Linked DNA regions of Mus musculus: regions 1, 2, 3, 4, 5 and 6 are each linked to region 7. The links are chromatin contacts, called in public promoter capture Hi-C maps. All regions are on one chromosome and are shown on one strand. Each heading gives the region's core, a stretch centred on a gene start, on an enhancer-like site or on the middle of the called end of the contact. The rest is flanking DNA. Distances are from core to core; before and after follow the strand shown.

The links. Promoter capture Hi-C pulls out the DNA fragments that hold promoters and counts their contacts. Capture Hi-C pulls out chosen DNA fragments and counts their contacts.
Region 1: a promoter capture Hi-C map of pancreatic islet shows a contact between it and region 7. The contact joins the promoter of Elavl4 here to the promoter of Bend5 in region 7. A contact is called at or near these places in 13 of 39 promoter capture datasets (the 3T3-L1 cell line, 3T3-L1-derived adipocytes, the C10 cell line and 8 more), 3 of 484 Hi-C or Micro-C datasets (bone marrow-derived macrophages and cortical neurons), 12 of 115 datasets of contacts at active chromatin or transcription factors (SST interneurons, astrocytes, differentiating embryonic stem cells and 8 more) and 1 of 9 other capture datasets (pancreatic islet).
Region 2: a contact with region 7 is called in a promoter capture Hi-C map of second pharyngeal arch cranial neural crest, with 6 times the contacts expected there. The contact joins the enhancer-like site here to the promoter of Bend5 in region 7. A contact is called at or near these places in 9 of 39 promoter capture datasets (the 3T3-L1 cell line, the C10 cell line, the HPC-7 cell line and 6 more) and 7 of 115 datasets of contacts at active chromatin or transcription factors (differentiating embryonic stem cells, embryonic forebrain, embryonic hindbrain and 4 more).
Region 3: a promoter capture Hi-C map of second pharyngeal arch cranial neural crest shows a contact between it and region 7. The contact joins the enhancer-like site here to the promoter of Bend5 in region 7. A contact is called at or near these places in 12 of 39 promoter capture datasets (the 3T3-L1 cell line, 3T3-L1-derived adipocytes, cranial neural crest and 7 more) and 3 of 115 datasets of contacts at active chromatin or transcription factors (embryonic forebrain, embryonic stem cells and stem cell-derived neural progenitor cells).
Region 4: a contact with region 7 is called in a promoter capture Hi-C map of second pharyngeal arch cranial neural crest. The contact joins the promoter of Cdkn2c here to the promoter of Bend5 in region 7. A contact is called at or near these places in 9 of 39 promoter capture datasets (the C10 cell line, cranial neural crest, embryonic stem cells and 5 more) and 2 of 115 datasets of contacts at active chromatin or transcription factors (astrocytes and embryonic stem cells).
Region 5: a promoter capture Hi-C map of embryonic stem cells shows a contact between it and region 7, with 6 times the contacts expected there. The contact joins the promoter of Dmrta2os here to the promoter of Bend5 in region 7. A contact is called at or near these places in 13 of 39 promoter capture datasets (the C10 cell line, cranial neural crest, embryonic stem cells and 6 more), 2 of 484 Hi-C or Micro-C datasets (both in embryonic stem cells), 7 of 115 datasets of contacts at active chromatin or transcription factors (astrocytes, embryonic forebrain, embryonic limb bud and 3 more) and 1 of 9 other capture datasets (embryonic stem cells).
Region 6: a promoter capture Hi-C map of embryonic stem cells shows a contact between it and region 7, with 3 times the contacts expected there. The contact joins the enhancer-like site here to the promoter of Bend5 in region 7. A contact is called at or near these places in 6 of 39 promoter capture datasets (cranial neural crest, embryonic stem cells, frontonasal cranial neural crest and 2 more) and 1 of 115 datasets of contacts at active chromatin or transcription factors (kidney).

What each region holds. Positions count from the first base shown.
Region 1 is chr4:110,285,400-110,288,252 of GRCm38.p6, forward strand. Elavl4 (ELAV like RNA binding protein 4) reads right to left here and starts at 1,435. Exons shown (of 7, transcript NM_010488.4): 1 at 1,071-1,435. The coding sequence starts at 1,094.
Region 2 is chr4:110,118,398-110,121,097 of GRCm38.p6, forward strand. No RefSeq gene overlaps it. Among named protein-coding and RNA genes, the nearest start is that of Gm33070, 33 kb to the right of the region's middle. Within about 2 kb of position 1,279, at least 24 of the 459 cell types and tissues checked have an H3K27ac peak or open chromatin away from gene starts, as enhancers often do. A contact at or near this core is called in second pharyngeal arch cranial neural crest, where this site is marked.
Region 3 is chr4:110,086,712-110,089,411 of GRCm38.p6, forward strand. No RefSeq gene overlaps it. Among named protein-coding and RNA genes, the nearest start is that of Gm33070, 65 kb to the right of the region's middle. Within about 2 kb of position 1,335, at least 29 of the 459 cell types and tissues checked have an H3K27ac peak or open chromatin away from gene starts, as enhancers often do. A contact at or near this core is called in second pharyngeal arch cranial neural crest, where this site is marked.
Region 4 is chr4:109,665,322-109,668,021 of GRCm38.p6, forward strand. It overlaps Cdkn2c (cyclin dependent kinase inhibitor 2C), which reads right to left and starts at 1,435. Exons shown (of 3, transcript NM_001301368.1): 1 at 289-1,435.
Region 5 is chr4:109,978,142-109,980,927 of GRCm38.p6, forward strand. It overlaps Dmrta2os (a long non-coding RNA gene), which reads right to left and starts at 1,471. Exons shown (of 4, transcript XR_868017.3): 1 at 797-1,471; 2 at 1-645. It overlaps Dmrta2 (doublesex and mab-3 related transcription factor like family A2), which reads left to right. Exons shown (of 3, transcript NM_172296.2): 1 at 1-195; 2 at 1,714-2,268. The coding sequence starts at 1,722.
Region 6 is chr4:109,459,299-109,461,998 of GRCm38.p6, forward strand. All of the region lies in intron 1 of Rnf11 (ring finger protein 11), which reads right to left. Among named protein-coding and RNA genes, the nearest start is that of Rnf11, 16 kb to the right of the region's middle. Within about 2 kb of position 1,348, at least 98 of the 459 cell types and tissues checked have an H3K27ac peak or open chromatin away from gene starts, as enhancers often do.
Region 7 is chr4:111,413,640-111,416,370 of GRCm38.p6, forward strand. It overlaps Bend5 (BEN domain containing 5), which reads left to right and starts at 1,367. Exons shown (of 6, transcript NM_026279.3): 1 at 1,367-1,761. The coding sequence starts at 1,536. All of the region lies in intron 6 of Agbl4 (ATP/GTP binding protein-like 4), which reads left to right.

The DNA.
Region 1 (2,853 bases), core at 185-2,684, 1.1 Mb before region 7:
ATTTATGAAGAATAATTAAAGTTGGGCTAGTCACAAAGAACAGCAAAGATAATCGAGGTCCTGTCCCCCCTCCTCCCTTTTTACACTGTTTGCAGTGTGTTCTCATGATAGCCACCTGCTCCCTGCTCGGCTTTGCCTCTGTTCGTTTCCCCGGCAACCTTTCATTGGGTTTTCCTCCCAGCTATCGCTTTCAGTTGGGCTGCTCGGTCTAATCTTATTTGTTTTACACCCATCAAAACAAGCAGCCAGACAAAGGCAATCCTCTAAGAATGGGAAAAAGACCATAGCTTTGTTATAACATCTATGCAGAGTGAAAAGTCCTCCTTGGGCTTCTCTGATTTTTTAAAAAAAAAAATGAATTTATACCTTTCCCCACTACCCAGTCCCCAATCCCCTGAAATATATTGCTGGTGAAAATTCAAAGTCAAAGTGGGCACTCATGGCATCAATTCGTGCCATTTTGTGCCATATCTTTAGGGTCAACACCAGGAGACAGGAACAACACTCAAGGAGTTTCCCTGTTTCTTTTTCCAGAAAAAGACGATGCTAAAAATAGATTTACTACTTCGGCAGAAAGGTTTTCCACTTCCCTATCCACATCTCAAAGTCCTGTTTCACAATTGCATCTGCTGGTACTGAATCTCACCTCCTCCACCCCTCATTCCCTGCCTTCCCCATCACTCCTAGCACGAAGACTGAAAAAGAAATGTGCCTTTAACTTTAACAGTCGTGTAATTCGGCTGAAGGCTCACAGAGGCGGTGGACACGCCAGCCAACAGTGACGGTGACATTGTGATTGTCAAAAAAAGACACCAACCTTGCTTGCCTAAAATGTGTTTGATGGAAGGAAGAGACAGTATATGCCTTGTGTGCATGCAATGCCATTATACTTAGAGGCAGATTCTGAATTTCAGAAAAAGAAATACTAATACACACATGCACACACACGCATACCAGAATAGTGATTTACGATGCAGTCCACCATCCTTACACACACACACACACACACACACACACACACACACACACACACACGGCTGGAACCTCCAAGCTGCCTTCTTTTCACTTACCATCTTCAAGCCATTCCACTCCATCTGTGATCAGAAGATGGACCCTCACACAGTGTGTCAAAAGCAGAAAGGAGCGTTATGTAAAAGCTGACATTCCCTTCTTACAGAGCTGCTGCCCAGAGAAGGAAGCAACAACTCAACACGCCAGGCACCGCTACACATACAAGCCGCCTCCTCTTTTTATGAGGTCATGACAGGAAACTCTTTGAAATACAAGATGCAGCGTTTACTGAAGCCCAAATAAATCACTCTCTTTGCCGTTTTGACTGCGCAGTCCCCAGAAACACAACTGCCCATCTCAACGTTCAGCATCCAGGAGCTGCCTCTCGAGGTTTACATTTCCACCAGCACAGAAATGGAGAGATTCCTAACCCTGCTGCATCCACCCAATGCCCCACAAAACCCAGGCATGTAGACAAGCCTCTTCTCTCTTACAAAAAGAAACCCCCTTCCACCCCCTCAGATGGTCTCAAGTAATAGAATCTCTTTCAACAAACCAGCAATTATTTCAGCCCATCCCCACCCTCGGCTTTTATGTGGAAGGGAAAACTGACAACGACCTGTTAAAAATGACAATCTCTCTCCCCACTGCTTTTCAAAAAAAGGACCTACCCGCACGCTACACAAAAGATATAGTAAATGAAGGAACAAGAGAGCAGCAGAGAACTAAACTCTCGTGCAAGCATTAAGACTGGCCAAGGTGTAGACGCTTGTCTTCCCTCTAGCAACACGAACAACAGATTACATATCTAGGCATACCTACCATAACCATTCTTATTGGCAAATATTGGGTCTCGCAGCGCTTCGACTCTTCTCTTAAAATTTGCAAAGGTTTCAGAATATACTTAAAAATGACTACTATTGTTTTATATATATATATATTAAAGATCCACAGACCACAGTGTGGATGATTGTAAAGTAAATCTATTATTGGGAGGGGGTGGGGTGGGAAAGAAAGGGGGAAAAAAAAGAGAGGAAGAAAAGGCGCAGTGAGCTGAAACCCCCGATTCTAGGATGTAGATAAGAACAACTGAACAGAGCCTTGCTGAAATTGGCTCGAAGCTTCCCCTTTTTACATCCATTTATGGGACCATCTGTCAGCTGAAGCCAGACTCTGATTGGCTGGGGAAACGAAGGGAGGCGTTGCAACATCAGGTGCTATTTAAATTAGCTACTGCCAGATTGACGATGTTAATGATCTGGTGACCTCTACAACAACAGAGACCAGATTTCTGAACTGCTTCTTGTGTCTGGTAATTAAAGCCCGGCTGAAGCAACAACAGCCATGCTTGTATTTTTTACCTTTTACCTTCTTCCAGCTCAAAAAGTCCTGTCACAACTGCAGGTCATTGGAGGACTGCAAGCCTTCGCAGTGGGAGTGTCCTTCCTTTCTGGGTCCTGGGGGATACAGGAGCCCATCCCTCCGATAGAGGGCTTTTTCTGTGGAGAGTATTTTCAACCACCTTATCTTTCTTGACAGTTGCTTTCTAGCGAAATGCATATTTAATGATCTGCCTCTAGGCTTAAAGATACAACAAAAGCACTTTAATGTGCTAATAATTCTACATTTTAACTTTATTATTTCCCAGTATCGCTGGTTTTCTGTAAGTAGTGCTGCTTTTTTTTTTTTTTTTTTTTTTTTACAGCTAACATGACCAACATTTCAAAAGCATTCAAGTTTGGGATTAAGCTTGTTGAGTGAATTGGGTTCACAACTTTGCCTTAAAAACTATTTCCTAAGAGTTTAAGAAAGAAAGAAAGAAAGAAAGAAAGAAAGAAAGAA
Region 2 (2,700 bases), core at 29-2,528, 1.3 Mb before region 7:
TCCAGCATTTAGTCAAGAAATATTGGTTGGGTTCTAGTCAGTATCATGCATTGCACTAGGTATCAGTCACTAGCCTTGTCTTCCAGGGAAAGACAGACATGGGGATGGACAATGACAGACAGTGACAATCCCTGGATGTCATGCCGCAGTAGAGGGTAATTCAGGGTTCTATACTCCAGAGTATCTGAGCACGTATGCTTCCTGACTCTTAATATCTTTGGACCATGTCTAGCATTAGCTTACAATAAGATTTTAGGTTAATTTTTTTCTCTGGCTTTAGATTTTTCTCTTTAACAAGGCAGCTGGGCTTAATGATCCACTAAACCTCATACCATAATACTCTTGATGATTCTGTGTGCATGTTGCTGGGCATAGTACTGTGCATCATCATATTCTCCATATTTCCCAAGAAAGCAGAGACTTCTACAGTGCTCTGATACCCATAAGACAGAAGAGAGCCTTGACGTTGACACACACACACACAGAAGTTCTAGTACTTCCTATAGTGATTCAGAAAGTTCTGGACATGGTCAGAGTTGCCCTGGGCACAATACCTGCCTTCTCGCCTAGGGATAGTAGAGGCTTCTTCCTGTGGGCTCTTTGCTAGGACCTGGAATCTCAGTGATGATTAAGACCAGACACAGTTCCTAGCCTCATGGAGTTGGATGGCAGGTATTAATAAAACGGTCACATAAAGGCATGTGTAATTACATTCTGAGATAAGTGTTTGAGAATAAGAAACACGGTCCTAGGAGAGTAGGTATAATGAAGATTGAAAAATGGGCTAAGCAGCATGAGATCATCACAGAGAGTTATTTTATCACAATGTTGGGTACAGAAGCCATCTGGGAGTGGGCTGAGGGCACAAGGTGGAGGTAAGGATGTAGAGGTGGCCCTAAAAAGGTTGGAAAGAACCTCTAAGGTCTTTCATGACAGGTACTTTAAGAAAGGTTATAAAGGGGTCGCCAGAACCCTCAGAATAATCTTGAGACATAGGATGGTCAGGAGACAAATGGAAATCCAGAGCGATGCTGTGTCTTGAATCAAGAGAACCAGAGTGGCACTGAAGCTCCCAGATTCGCCACCATACTCGATCTCTCAAAGGCTGGCTTCTTACGATGAGATAGCCTGAGTGAGTGAGAATTGCTTTTAATATGTTTACGATCTCTTTAGTTCTCTCTGAAGCATTTTAAGATTCAGGACCACGGTCAGCACCCACACAGCCTTTCAAGCCGCTGATGTAAGCCAGAACCTTCGCTGGTGACATCAGCACCGCCCTTGTAAGTTAGTTTTCTTAAATATCAACCGACCAAACATCTGCTGAGTATCAGGTGCTATAAAATGTCCTGGAGAAACAGAACTGGTACCTTCAGGACTGCCCAGTCTTGGAGCAGACATGGGTACAGAGCTGTGCACATAAGAATATAGGGGAACTGGACTCTTAAAAAAGCAGAGAGAGGCTGAGGGAGATTTCTGAGGCCTGGGATGAATTTGAAAAGGGCATATGGCCATGGGGTTCCACTGAAGGTTTTAATCAGGGATGTGTCAAGGTCATGTGAGCATTTTAGAAGTGTAAGATGTGAGAACAGAGAGGGGGTGTGAAAGAAGAGACAGGGAATGAATGACTCAGGAGACAGAGTAAGCCAGGATCGTTCCTGAGCACAGCTGAAAGATGCAGCCGAGCTTTAGTCTTGTTTGGAGGAGGAGCAGATGGAAGTACTCTGAGGTTTATGTTTCCTTTCTACACGGCTGACATTCACTACCCTGTCCTGCTGAAGCTGACATTGTGAGGGCATGGTGCTGTTGGTGGATGGGAGAACAGGAAATACAGGAAGGATGGAGGAGGGGAATCTGATTTGTTGACAGTCACTAGGCATCAGCACCATTCTAAGTGCTTTCCATGGTGTCTCGCTTAATTCTTCCAGCGACATGGGAAGCCATCATGTCTCCAGTTTTCATAAAGAGAAAATGAGAATCAGAGAGGTTAATTAACCCAACTCTGCTGAGCTCCACAACCCCCCCCCCCATTCCTTCATCATCTGTATGTTCTGATGGAGGATGCAGTTTTGAGATTCAGCTGACAAAAGGGCTGAACAATGGTTCTATTCAGCCTCTTGTTCACATAGGAGGAAATATTACATTAAGCATCATTTTCTTAGCTCTTAAATCTCCGATACTGAGAAGGAGTCGATCAGAGGCTAGCCCCTGCTAGGATGGACAGGTTTTTCTTATTCCTTCCTCCTCTCTGGCATTTCTTCTTGCATCCTGTGTTTGAGGATAAGAAGATAAGTAGATTCATAATGGCGTCAGTCACCTGCTTGACAACCTGAGGCCCCTTGGCCTCCAAGTTTTGGAGTCTGTGTCATTCTCTCTGGGTGATTTTTGTGGCAGCTGTGGCAGTGTCTGCCGCAGAGCCTGAGGAAGCTTTATGGAGATGGTCACACTCCAGTACCCAGCCTACTTGTTGGAACTTTCCAGAAATATTGCACTGCAGACATTTTCCACGCCGTTATGCTAATGGAATCAGGAAAAATCAATTGTCCTTAAGGAACAGGGGAATGAGACGTGCTGTAAATGCCACGGGATGAGTGATTGGTTGATTGCTTGCCGGCGATCGGAGTGCGTCTCATCCCTACATTATTCTGATGAATTTTTATGGCATGTCTCCTTTCTTGCTTGCTCCCCCCCTCCACCCCCCTT
Region 3 (2,700 bases), core at 85-2,584, 1.3 Mb before region 7:
ACTGAGTTTGTTTAGGCAGCCTGCTACCAGCAGGAAAAGGCGGGCTCAGCAGAGCACAGTTGGTAGCGGTTATTGGAAAAATAAAACTATTCCAGGTTTATAACCCAGCGAGCTGAAACTCCATATTAAATCAGCTTTACATTCATCTATTTAGCTACTATTTGCCAAGCCTCTAGTCTTTTTGCCAGACAATGCACTTGGCACAGGCAATTCCAAGGAGCTTACCCTGGTGGGAGACAGACAAGTTAAAAAAAGTAACTGTTAAGCATGACAACTGCTATGAGATAGGATGCCCAATGGGGCATAGAGGCAGGGGGGACCTAGTCATGTTGTGCATGCCAGGGGAGAGATTCTAGAGACTTCTGGTTCTTGAAGGAGTAGGGGGTTGCTAGGCAGCTGCATTAGGGAGGGCTGTCTGTGTATAAAGCACAGATACACGAAAGAATGGAGTGCACGAGACAGATGAGTAGTTTCAGCAGTGAATAAGGAGTTCTTATTTCCATCTTTCCACCTTTGCCCAGGTGGACTGGTTTCAGCAACTCAGTATAGCCGTGTTAGGTGTGCGCACGTTTTTTTCACAGAAGCTTATCTGATCGAAGGTGCACGATTCTAAGTGGCTTGGATAGTCCTGCAGATGGAGTCAGGTAGATAAGTGGCTTGGTCAAGTCAGCCTCTTGTCTTCAGCTTTTTCCATATATGTAAGAAAACCAGATGATTTGTAATCTTAGCTTGAAAATACTTTGGGTTTACAACTTGTCAGGCAAATGCAATGGACTCTATTTCAGGCGATTCAATCCCTGGTATTAGCTTTGCCATCTATTAAGTAAGTGACCCATCCTCTCCCTCCAGGCCTCAGTTTTTTCTATCTGTAAAATGCAGGAGCAACACATTAAATCTCCAAGGTGTCTTGCAGCTCCAGCCTCCTGGCTCTCTACAGTGAGTTCAGTTGACCTTGTCGTGGCCTAGTGTCCTCGCTCAGTGAAGCTTTACCTTCCTCAACATTCTTCAGACACATTTTCCAACTCTATGGGTTGGGGGAGGGAGATTTGGGCCAAGAGAGGGTATTTGAGAGAGGCCATGAATATTTATAACAGACGCTCCCACCAGAGGACACATTAAGTCTCGCAGCATAACAAAACTGAATTACCATGAAATAAACTTTCTTAATTAAACCAATTAAATTTCTTCCCAGTATGTAATTTAGAAACTCTGATAAACCCTGGTTGAAAAGGTTTGTTTTAGCCTTAAGCTGGCTGAGAAAGCAGGAACATCTGGTTGGTAGTGGAAAGGCCTGTTTAGGCTCCAGGCCAGAGGGACCTCACCACGGAGCTATCCATGGTTCTGAAATCGCCTTTGCCTTCGGGCCTCAATAAAGGCCTTGAGCAGGCCAGGGCCTCGCGGTACTTAGAAGATGTGCTTTTTGAGGACAGTGTCTTTGACTCTAGGCATTGTGGGCTTTTATACTTCCTTCACTTAACTGCAGCCACTCAGAAATTAACCCCATATCTTCCCCAACAAATTTACTTCTTCAATTCTATAAACCTATCTGGTCAGGATTTTGTATGTAGATACTGGGGTCACAGACAAGCAAGACAGAGTACATTCCTCAAAAGGTTTCTGGACTTCCAGTAGATGGCACATGAAAGTGAGTGGGCACACTGAAGTGTCACAGTGGTGCTGATGGAACCTGTGCAGGGCCCAGGGCACTTGCTAAGGAGAAGGTACCAGTGACAGAGCAGCATGCCTTAAATTCAAATTCAAGATTGGCTAACTATGCCATGGAAGGCCCTTTAATCCCAATACCTAGAAAGTCAGAGGCAGGAAAATATCTTTAATTTTGAAGCCAGAGTGGTCTAGTGAAAGTTTCAGACCAACCAGGCCTATGTAACGAGAACCTGTCTGAAAGAAGAATTCCTTTTAAATTAATTTACTTATTTGTATATGGCTAGACAGTATCATGTTGCACCTGTGGAGATCAGAAGGCAACTTGCAAGAGTAGATTTGCTCCTTCTGCATGACTCATGGATTCTGGGGATCAACCTCAGGCCATCAAGGTTGGCAGGAAGTGACTTTATCCACTGAGCTGTTTTACCCACTTGGAATTCTTTACCCAAGTTGTTTATACTGGAACACTGGAGAAAAGTAGAAGCAAAATCTGAATCTTAAGGGTTGAATATTGTCCTAGTTTGCTTCGTATTGGTTTGATAAAACACCTTGAACAAGAACAACTTGGAAAGGAAAGGGTTTATTTGGCTGACACATCCAAATTATAGTCTATCACCCAGGGAAGTCAGGAACTCAAGCAGAGAAAGGACCCATGGGGGAGTGGTTCTCTCTCTCTCTCTCTCTCTCTCTCTCTCTCTCTCTCTCTCTCTCTCTCCCAGGCAGGTCTTAGATTTACTTACCTTCCTGTCTCAGCCTCTTGAGCAGCTGCAATTACTGGCCTATGTTACCAGGCCTGATTTCTTGCTTTCTTTTTTTGGAATTGAATGATACTTCTATACACTGCACAGAAACTATATGAAATAAAGAAATAACTATACCATGAAGAAATATCTACCATAACATGGTAGATAGAAACTAAAACCACAGTTGCTTTCTTGGATGGGGATCAGCTAGTGGAAGTCAAGTTTGGTGTTATTATCAAAAACTCACTTCTGCATCTTAAATCATTTTGCAAAGAGTAGTCACAGTGATTAT
Region 4 (2,700 bases), core at 185-2,684, 1.7 Mb before region 7:
CCCTCGATTCACACGTGATTATTCAGCAAAAGTGAGCCCATTGGAGAGGGGCTCCTTCTCTAGCTTTTTAGCTTAACCCCTAAGAAGGATTCTGGCGATTCAACAGAGATACATACACAGAAGCAGTTCTTGATTAATTACTATGGACGTGAGATGTAGGCAGAGCTGTCACGTACCTAAGCTTTACAGCTCTGTGAGGAAGATGTTGCGGAGACTTAAAGGACTAGGTCAGCTCAGACAACACCGCGAAAGAAAAAGTATTAGAGAGTAGAAAAGGTATTAACCCACCCTTGTTCACAGTGGTGATTTGAGGCAGAATTTCAGAGTCAGGTCCTTCGCAGAGCTCACTTTCCATCCGTCTAGCCGAAGGGGGTAGTCCAGAGTGCTGCTCGCTCGCTAGCAGAGCGCCGCGCTGGCTGGATGCTGACGTGCTCGGGAGGGTTAAAGACGATCGCTGAGGGCAGACCAGAGCAGCAGCTCTGAAGCCCTCAACTCTCAGGTCTCAACGACTCCCTAGCGGGCTCGGCGTCTTCAGAAGAGCCTCCGGAGCCCGCCCGCCGAGCTGCCGCAGCCCCGCCGAGCCTCAGAGGCCGTGGGAGCCGGGCAGGGCGCGGGTCTCCGGAGGCTGGTGGGTGTGCGGCAGACCCCCGCCAAGCCCGTCATGCCGGCCCCGCCGGGTCCCGGGACTCCCGGCAGCCTGAAGACGGTGCACGGCGAAGGGGGAAGCGTCTATGGGGCTCCAGCCGCTGGGGTAGCTCGCGGCAGCATCGCTCTTGCACCCGGCCAGCTCACCAGTAACTTCCCGCCTACGACCGAGCTAGCTCAGGCTCTTCACTGCAAGCGCTCGCTGAGGGGCGGCCGTCGCCTCTGCCGCTGTCGTTCCCTCCCTTTCAGATTTTCCCGGGGCGTCCGATGATGGGAAGGGTCTTTGGAAGTAGGAGCGGTCGCCACAGATCCCGGGCGCAGCCAGTCCCGCCAACTTCTTGGCGGCCGCCCAGCAGCTCGGGCGCTCGGTGCCACTTGGCCAGTTAGTTCTTGGCGGTCCTCCGGCCTGTGCCCCTATCAGTGCCGCGGACAGGACAGCGGCTGCCAGCCAGTTGGGTTCCGGAGCCGAGGCAGGCTGCGCCGGCCGGTCGCGAGCCGCAGCTGACAGTTTCTTTTGTAGTCCGACTCCCCCAAATCTCTGATCGCCGCTCCCTTCTCCGCTACAGACACTTGCGCGTCTTTCCTTTAGGATCTTTCCCTTCCCTCCCTCCTTTGCTTCTTTTTCCGCTGAAGCAACTGCTGCTACGGTTGCCTCTGAAGGTACTGTGCCGGTTTCTTATCCCTTTTTTCCGACCTCATCAGCTTTTTTTGAAAAGAAAAAAATTGAGCGCTTTTTGAGTTGAAAAACCCGCCCCCATTTTAACGGCAGAGTTTTAAGGAGGCTCCGCCGAGTTAGGGCGCCGCGGGAGCGGGAAGGCCGGGCCCCGCCCACGCCCCGCCCAACGCCCTGGCGGCGCAGTGGCCGGCAGCCCGCTCGCTCCGCCCTCGCGGCCCTGCGCCCTTCTCTGCCCGCGCTGGGCCTGGGTTCGCTGGCGCTCCCGCCTGCCCTCTCGCTTCGCTAGTCTCCCCTGCCGAAGCGGGGTGGGTTCGGCCCGGCCTGGCCTGCTGTTCTGGGGCTGGCTGGAGTGGGAGCCTCTACCGTGCGGGACCCCGGTGGTGGTAACTAAGGCCGCGGGTGCGGGCGGAGGCCCTTAGAGGCTCGGCGGCCCTGCAGCTGACGGGTAGGATCTCCTCTGCTGGAGCCGGGCAGCTCCACCCTCCTCGGCGCTCCCCGACCAGGCTCGCCGAGTTCGAGTGGCCTGGCCCGGGGCTGCTGGACTCCTTTGCTCTGCCACAGGCCTTGGCACCTGTCAGGTCATTGCCAGGGCTGCAGAGGCGACACAACTGACAGCACCACAGGGCAGAGAAGTCTTGTAGACCGAGTTTTATGAGAACTGAAAGCATATTACAAGAAATCCCGACGAACTTCAGGGTCTAGAAAATGTGAACTTCTAGTCTTGAGGGAAAAGGAGAAATGCAATTAACTTTAAACAAAGCTTACAGTGAGTTAGAAAGGTTTTCTAAAAAGGCTATGTCTTTATTGGGGGATTTCTTTCACTCACTACACCGAGGATTGGTTGTTTTTAGGTGGAGGTGAGGATGGTGGTCTAAGTGTAAAAGGACCAGTGCATCCATATATTTCATATTCATCAATTTTCTGTACTTTTCACGTCTTCTTGTAGGCATATGAGATTATTGCCTTCTATACTTTTATGCTTTTAAAAAAACACCAGCATGGTTGCATTCAGTGGTCAAAATGAAACCAAACCCCCCCTCCGCCTCCCCTCCCCCCCAAATATTGGTCTAATTAGAACCAGCCACTGCACATATATCCTCAAGTAACATCTGTAACCCAGTTCCTTGGAGTAAAGTGAAAGTATTCAAACAAGCCAGAGACATCTGGATAGTCATTTAGCAACAGGTTGGCTGTTAGGGAAAATTGGAACTACAAGAATTTGGCAGTGTTTCTTTAAGTTGTTAAGAAAAAGATTAGAGCTAATTTTTGAGGTATCGAAAGCTGAATATTGTGAATCAGGTAACAACAAAGGGGATGAACTTCTTTAAAAATCATTTTAACAGAATATTTAGGATTCCATGTATACTGTATTCCATGTA
Region 5 (2,786 bases), core at 221-2,720, 1.4 Mb before region 7:
CCCGAGGCCCCTCCGGGGTGTTGGACTGCTGTGTTCCTAGAGGGGTCCGGAAGTTCGGACATGGTGGCTGAAGGAGGGTGACGTGGTCAGAGAAGGGGCCGGGGGCAGAGGGACGAGGCCAAGAGAGCCGAGGCGCGAGCCGAGCTGGGCGACGCGTGCTGCGCCAACAGAGGAGGAGCCCGGAGCTCGAGGCAGGTAGGGGAGGGCCGGCAGCCGAGCAGGGGAGGCGACCGGGTCGGTGGCCCCCGAGGGCGAGGCCCAGGCCCTGCCGGGCCTTGGGCATTGAGTGCTTGAGGGTCTGGGGGAAGAGGCCTCGGAGCACACGGTGCTCTGGGATTCCCAGACCCGGACCCCAGGAGCGGCTCCCGGCTCTGGCGGGGACCCGGGCTGCGTGGCGGGGAGTGGAGGCCGCGGCGGAAGCCAGGAGCAGGGCCTGCTGGGCCTTCTGCGGCTGCGGCGCAGGTGAGACTCTCGGGTCCCTTCAGGGTCAGTTTTGGAGGCGACTTCCTGGCCTCCTTTGAGGCCTGCTGGATTGTGCAAGTCCCAGAACCCTGGTCTGAGACCAACACTCTGGAACCTGCGCACAAGCGGGGTCCCAAGAGGTCCCAGGATGAGGAGGGCGTGTCTGAGGACTCAGTTCCTAAACTGGGAGGGGTGGGGGTTGGGTAAGAGGCATTGAGCAAAAGGACTCTGGCTCCTGCAAAGTCTAACTTTTCTGAAGATGTGCTTTCCTCTGACTACTCCAGACTAAAAGTCTAACCCCCAAGCCACAGGTTTCACCCTATCCCCGCCCTACCTTTTGCTGGAGATTTTTTTCCTAAGCAGCGCTGTCCCTCTCGGTGGACCTCAGTCCGGGTCGCCTTGTCAGCTGTTTCTGGACGTTTTTCTTGTTATTCAACTAATCTTTGAGCTAGGGTGGCCAGTCCAAAGAAAGTTTCTTCCGATGGCTTTTCTCTCTTCTCAGCTCTCCTACACTCAGTTCTGTGGAATAGAACTAACCCTTTAGAGGCTCAGACCACAGTATTTGCAGAATTCTTTTGGCTGTGATCCCAGGGCCATAAGCCGAACTTTGCCTCCAAGTTTTGTCTTCTAGTTCTTACCCTACTTCTAACAGGAAAAAATTCTTCAGTTCCTTTTTGCTCGAATTCCTCTGCTTCCACATTGAAAGCTACAATTAAGACCCCAGCCCAACCTGTTCACCTCCTCACCCCGCCTGCACATTTCTCTCCTCTTCACCTGTCCACCAAACGGGATCATTTTGCTCCTTTTTTTTTTTTTTTCTTGCTTTGCCTTTGACATCCGCTTGTTGGTCCCAAGTTTTCTCTGTAATCTGAGTCCCTTTCAGGCAAATATTTCTCTTTTCTCGACTCACCCCAATTAACCTAAGCTTTGGGCATAATATTTTCTTTCCAAATCCTCTTTACATTCAACTGCACCAATGACTTCCAAACGTTGTCTTGTTTTTTTCCCCTTGGCGGAACTACTGATTCAAACGAAATCTTACACGTGTAGTCAGATATAAGAGGTCAGTGGTGGGGGTGGGGGCGTACTTGTTTACAGGGAGCTTCCAGTTCGTTTCCCCAGCAGTTTGACAGCCACAAGTTTAGTTAAACTTGTACAACCAAAGTTTCCCAAAATGGGTTTCTGCAGGCCGTGCTTAAGCCTAGTGACTGTATTACCCTGACTCAGGTATCCCCACTTTCCCCACGCTAGGTCCAGCCATGGAGCTGCGCTCGGAGCTGCCCAGCGTGCCCGGTGCGGCGACAGCAGCAGCGACAGCGACGGGACCACCCGTGGCATCGGTGGCGTCGGTGGCTGCGGCGGCAGCTGCCGCAGCATCGCTACCAGTGAGCGTGGCCGGAGGCTTGCTGCGGGCGCCGCCGCTGCTGTTGAGGGCAGCGGAGAAGTACCCGCGGACCCCCAAGTGCGCGCGCTGCCGCAACCACGGAGTGGTGTCCGCGCTCAAGGGCCACAAGCGCTACTGCCGCTGGAAGGACTGCCTGTGCGCCAAGTGTACGCTCATCGCCGAGCGCCAGCGCGTCATGGCGGCTCAGGTGGCCTTGCGCAGGCAGCAGGCGCAGGAGGAGAACGAGGCGCGCGAGTTGCAATTGCTGTACGGCACTGCCGAGGGCCTGGCGCTGGCCGCCGCCAACGGCATCATCCCCCCGCGGCCTGCCTACGAAGTCTTTGGCTCGGTTTGCGCCACCGACGGCGGGGGTCCTGGAGCTGGAGCGCCCGCGGGGAGTGCAGGGGGCGCAGGGGGCGCAGGTGAGAGCACGGTCACACTGGGGGTGGGGTGGGGTCTGGAAGGAGGAGCCCAGGGGACACAGGGCTGGTGCGCGAGGCCTAGTGGCTTGTTCCTTCCCTGACAAAGTGCAGCTCCCTTCCCTAGATGCTCCAACTACTTAACTGTGGCTCTCCACCCACTCATAAACTCTCTGCCCTGCCTGCAGTTTTTATACTTTCTTCCTCGCCCTCACCCCAGGCCCCAAGGCAACACTTTAGCCTTACTCTTGTTAGGGGGCAGGTCCTTAGTTACTGCCCAACTCATTTAGCTGGGCCTTCTCCCCTGGCAGCCCGGAAGCCGCCCATCTGTTCTGCTCTGAGCTTCTTACAGGCCACCACTCTCTTTTCTTCCCAACTCTTCTGAAAAGACCCTGGCAATCCTTCTAATCCGCACTACTTCCCTAAGTACTGGAGACGCCCTCTTTCGTTTCTCAGCAAGATTCCTTTCCTCCAGTTCCTAAGGCATTTCTGACAAAACATTCTCTGCGTTCCCCTCGCTC
Region 6 (2,700 bases), core at 98-2,597, 2.0 Mb before region 7:
ATGACCTCACTTAAGTCTCCCAAGGTGGATATACAAACAGAATGACAAGAGGTTAGTCATCCTCTGATTCCTTTAGATTCTTCTTTTCCCTCTATTCTACCAAATATTTTTGCTCTTTACTTGTATTTCTGTATTTAGTGTGTTTGAAGTCTAAGAACAATGTGGTTGGTACTTTCTTTCCACTATGTAGGTCTGGGGGATTGAACTCAGGTCCTCTCATCTGGCATACCAATTACTTGCAGAGCCATCTTATGCTCCCAGCTCCCCCCCCACACTTTTTTTTTTTTTTTTTTTTTTACAGCAGAGACTTGACATGTAAGCCCATGTTGTCATTTTGCTTTAGCTTCCCAAGCACTGGATTAAAAACTGTCTTATCAAACCATCATTTACCATTGATAGGAAACAGATTTGTTATACAAATCCAAATTGAGGTAATATGGAACTCATAACCTGAGAAGCAAATATATTTCAAAACAATATTTTCCTTAATAATTTGTTTAGTTTCCCATCTGCTTGGGTGGAAGGGTACTGAAAAGTATTTGCCCTAAGGAAATAATTTTAAACTAAAATCTTCCTTGAGAAAAACACAACATTATAGAAAACACAATATACAATGAACAGAAAACAATATGATAGATAATGAGTTAGATATTCACCCCTCAGTTTTGGCCCACTAATAAAGTTCTAAAATATTCTGATTTTTACTATATAACATGTATTCTGCTGGAAATCAAACCCATAGTTGTATACATGCTAGGCCAAACTATATTCCTAGTTCCTTGTTATATATTTAAAAAAGCATCTATATAAAATGGCAAATGTTGTCAATTATACTTTGGGCCCTAATCTTAACATAAGCCAGGAAAGAAACAAATGAAAATGTAAAATGTGCCTTTAATCCTAGCATTTGGGAAGCAGAGGCCAGTCTGGTCTACAGTGAATTCCAGGGCAGCCAAGCCTACATACAGCCTTGTCTCAACTCCTGCCCCACGCACATCCCAAAAGTAAATGTGTCTTCATTACGCTGGATTCAATACCAGCATGGTAAAATACACCTGTAACACCAGCAATTCAGGTGAAGGCAGGAGAATCACAGGTTCAAAATCATCCTTGGCTACACAGCAAGCCTAAGGACAATTGAGTACAAGGAGACCCTGCTCTTTAAAGCTGTTTATTCAAGTTAGGGAATATGATACAATTTCCGAAACTAAAACAATGCAGTGTGGGACATGCCTAAATAATATCCAAGGCTGGAAATAGTACAAGTCTGGCTTGTGGTGAAGGAAAAATAAAGTCACTACTAAAGAATGCAGCCTGTCACCAACAGCTGTATATTTTCAGCCAGTAGGAAATAAGAGCTCACTCTTTACAGCCTTAACATGCGGCTGTTGGCCACACCCCCTCTCCAGTGGCAGTGTCTTACTGGGAATATTTTCTCTAAATTTTGCCAGACTTACAGTTAAGGCCATAAAAAGGAAGATTTGAACTAGCTGGTTTCAGTGTATGTTTTAGTTTAGATGATTCATTAATTTTAACCATAAAAGAGTGAGGGGAGAACCCCAACAAAACAAGACTGCATTTATATGTAGTCTCCAAATGACACATGGAGAACTAAATAAAAGCCTTACATGCCATCTATAATACCGAGACATACTACTTTATATTTAGATGGTATAACCCAGAGTGGCCTGCATGTCTGAAAAAGAGCACCCCACCTAGGGAGATAGACTGGTATTTTTTTTTTTTAAGGTTTGTTTTGTAGCTAAGGAATTCCTGATCCTTCTGCTCCTACATCTTGAGTTGCTGAGATTAGTCATGTGCTACCACATTCTGTAAGAATATAATTAGGGTCCAACACATCCTCACACCCAAGCTTCATTTAGGTTAAGCAAACAAGAACTCTAAACTGAACCATATCCTCAGCCTGCATTTTATTAATTCAGAGACCTAGAGAAATGGCTCATCAATTAAGATTCTGAGTACCCGCAGAGGATAGTTCCCAGTATCCATTTTTTTTTTGGGGGGTGGGGTGGGGGGGTGGGAGGAGACGGTCACAACTGCCTGCAACACTGGGAAATATGATGTTGACATCTGTAGGTCTCTGCACTCTTGTGAAATACCCCCACACAGACATATTTTTGTTTTTAAATTGTAGCCAGGTGTGGAGGTGTATACCTTTAATCCCAGCACTTGGGAGGCAGAGGCAGACAAATCTCTGAGTTTATGACCAGCCTGATCTATATAGTGTGTTCTAGAACAGAGGTACACAGTGAGATCCTATCTAGAATTAATTTTTCAGAGCTAGAGAGATGGTCCAACAGGTAAAGGAACTTGTCACTAAGCCTGTTAAACGCAGTGTGACTCTCCAGGAAACACATGGTAAAGGAGAGAGCTTACTTTAGAATGTTGTCTGTCCTCCCATCTTTACACAGAGGCCATAGGACACCTACTCCCAACCCTATCCCCAGTTCCCCCTCCACAAAAAATAAGGCAAATGCACTTCGGCATCTCCCCCCCTCCAAGCACACAAACACTATTTTGAAGGTTTCCATATTAATAGAACTATATAATCAGTCAATTTTACAGAATTTTGACCCCTTTAAAAGAAATCCTGTATTCATTACCTATATTTATAGATTTGCCTATTTTGAGCATTTTCTGTAGACAGAATTGTACTATTATATGATCTTTTGCCTGGCA
Region 7 (2,731 bases), core at 117-2,616:
TTAAATGCCTTTTATTATTATTGTGAGGACTAGCAACAAGAATGTGTGTATGTGGAATATGAGCATAAAGAGTACAAGAGAAAACAAAATCTCTCACCTATGCAAGAAACTCAGAATCATAATAAACATTTCAGTGCACTTGTTTTGTTACAGGTTAAATTTATTTAAATGAGTTTTTAAAAACATAGCATTTCGTTAAATCTACCACCTCCTTTATGCATGCCTTTATGAGAATACTTTTCTCACTATAACCTCATTATTAAGCTTTCTTAATGCTCTCAGACTAGAATGAAAGATTACAAGTAGCAGAAAAAATGGGTTATTCAGACAGTAATTTAATATTGACATAGGATCCAACTGAGATTCAAGTTCTAATACTTTAGTAAATACTACAAGGTCCTAGGTATCTATTCTTTCTATAGACCACCAAGCCTACAATATAACATGGAGTGTGTGCTCAGAAAAATATTAGTTACTTGAATAAAAGAATAAGTGGAAGAATGGATGTATGTGAAATTCTGTTTATCCTTCCCCCAAAATTCACCAATCTCTCTCTGACAAATACCCTGGTATTGAGCTAGACAATTGGAATATAAATAGCTCAGTTTCCCTGTAAGCATACAATACAGAACAAGTACAACTCTCAGCCTTCTTTCTCTGGAAGGTGTGGTTTGTCTGCAGGAACCAACCTTTCCAGGTTCTCATCTGTGATTTTGGAAACAGAGAAGGGACTGCTGTTCTGCCCAGTTTGGCTCCTGAACTCAACTGACTCCAGAAAGTCCGGCCTCTGCTCTGGCTCCCTAGAGCCCTCCATCCTTGTTTCATTCCAACTGTTCCAGCCCAGAATCAACAAGTAGTGGAGGCGATTCCTCAATGGAGAAAGACCACAGGGAAGAGGGGTGCCGCTGCTCCCTTAGGATAAAAACAGCCCTGGTCTAACCCTCTGGTATCCCAGCAGCTGGTTCAACTGGAAACCTCAGATTACTCTAGTTCTGGCCAAAAACTGGTTTGGCAGCTCTAGGGGAATGTTTCTGGCTCACTGACCCTCACAGCAGGTGCTGGCAATTTTGCAAAAGAAAGAGAAAAGGGGGAAATGGGTTTGGAGGGTGGACTGAAGGAACGGAGGCGCTTAGCTAAATTCGAAACACTAAACTATTGAATCCGCCCGAAAGCGACTTTTAGCAGCGCTCCTCCTATCCTCTAACGCTACTATCATATATGCTCTTTCCCCACCTTACTGCAATCGCACTCCGGCTGTGATTGCTCGGGTCTGACTTCGCAAGTGGCGGTGTGCTTCAAAACCCCCTCATCCGCCCCTCGCCCGGCTCTCTCCACTCCCCTCCCTTTTCCGCGCCCAGGCGAGAGCAGCCGATTGGCAGAGCGGGGCTTTCAGGAACAATAACAGTGGGGGGAGCCGGGGCCCCGGGGAGCCTCCCCGCCCCCGGCCCGGCTGCGGCTCACGCCCCTCTAGGGGTCCCCACCTCCGCACCGCCCCACGGGCTGACCGGCGCCCGGGCCCGCCCCCGGCGCCCACCATGTACGCCTTTGTGCGGTTCCTGGAGGACAACGTCTGCTACGCGCTGCCCGTGTCGTGCGTGCGCGACTTCAGTCCCCGCTCGCGACTGGATTTTGACAACCAGAAGGTGTACGCGGTGTACCGGGGCCCGGAGGAGCTGGGCGCCGAGCCCGAGAGTCCCCCGCGTGCCCCTCGGGACTGGGGCGCGCTGTTGCTCCACAAGGCCCAGATCCTGGCGCTGGCAGGTGAGCGAGCGGGCCGGGAGGGGCGTTGGGACCGGGCGGACCTGGGGCTGGTTCCGGGAGAGGCCGGGCGGCTGGGGCCAGGGAGCCACCGCTTGCTCTTGCCTCCCGTTCCGACTCCTTGGGCTTTCTTTTGGGTACCAGGTGTCTCTAAGAGGCCAAACCAGTTAAAAAGACCTGAGGGTCCCCTTTGTCTTCCTTGCTTCTCTGACACTCCTGCGCCTTGCTGTCAGTCAGCTTTCTCTACTCTGCTCTCTTCTTTCTGACTCTTTTGTATTCCCCTTGGCTCTTCATTTTCTGCTTCTCTAGCTGCCTACTCTAGCTGTCATCTCTCCCATCTCTCACCTTCACCTCTCTCAGTTACTTCCCTCTGTGTTGCTTTCCATCTTAAGTTTCGAAAACTGTACCTCCCTCTCTCCCTTTAAGGCCCTTGGCGTCTCCTTGGAGCAAGAAGCAGTGTTAGGTCCTTTTGATGGGGGCCCTTTTTCACAGAAGGAATCTCTGACACTGTTCCATCTGGGCCATCATTAGGACAAGGAGACCAAACCTCAGTGTACTGCCCAAGGGGCACAGGTGAGGAGGTGAAGGGCCTTAGGTAGCCTCATCTCCACCCCACTTTATGCATCTCCCAGAAGGCTCCTTGAGAGAAAGATGGTACAAACAGTTTCTAGTTCAGGTGAGGGCCTGACCTCCTAACTCTGATCACACCTGGGGGTGGGGAAGAGGGAAAGGAGACAGGCTGACAGGCAGGCAGGTGGTCTCTTGGTTAATGGGTAAAGATAGATTCAGTTTGTTAACAGGACAAGCCTTTCGGCCTCCTGTACTATGCTGTATCACGCTGAGACATAGGTTCCTCTTCAAGCAGAAACATTTGGCCTTCTTTCTGATCCACTTGTAGAAGGCTTGGGTGCACACCAAGTGGGGAAAAGGAAGTTACCACTTCAAGGCTGGAGAGCAGAGATGTAGCTGCTGC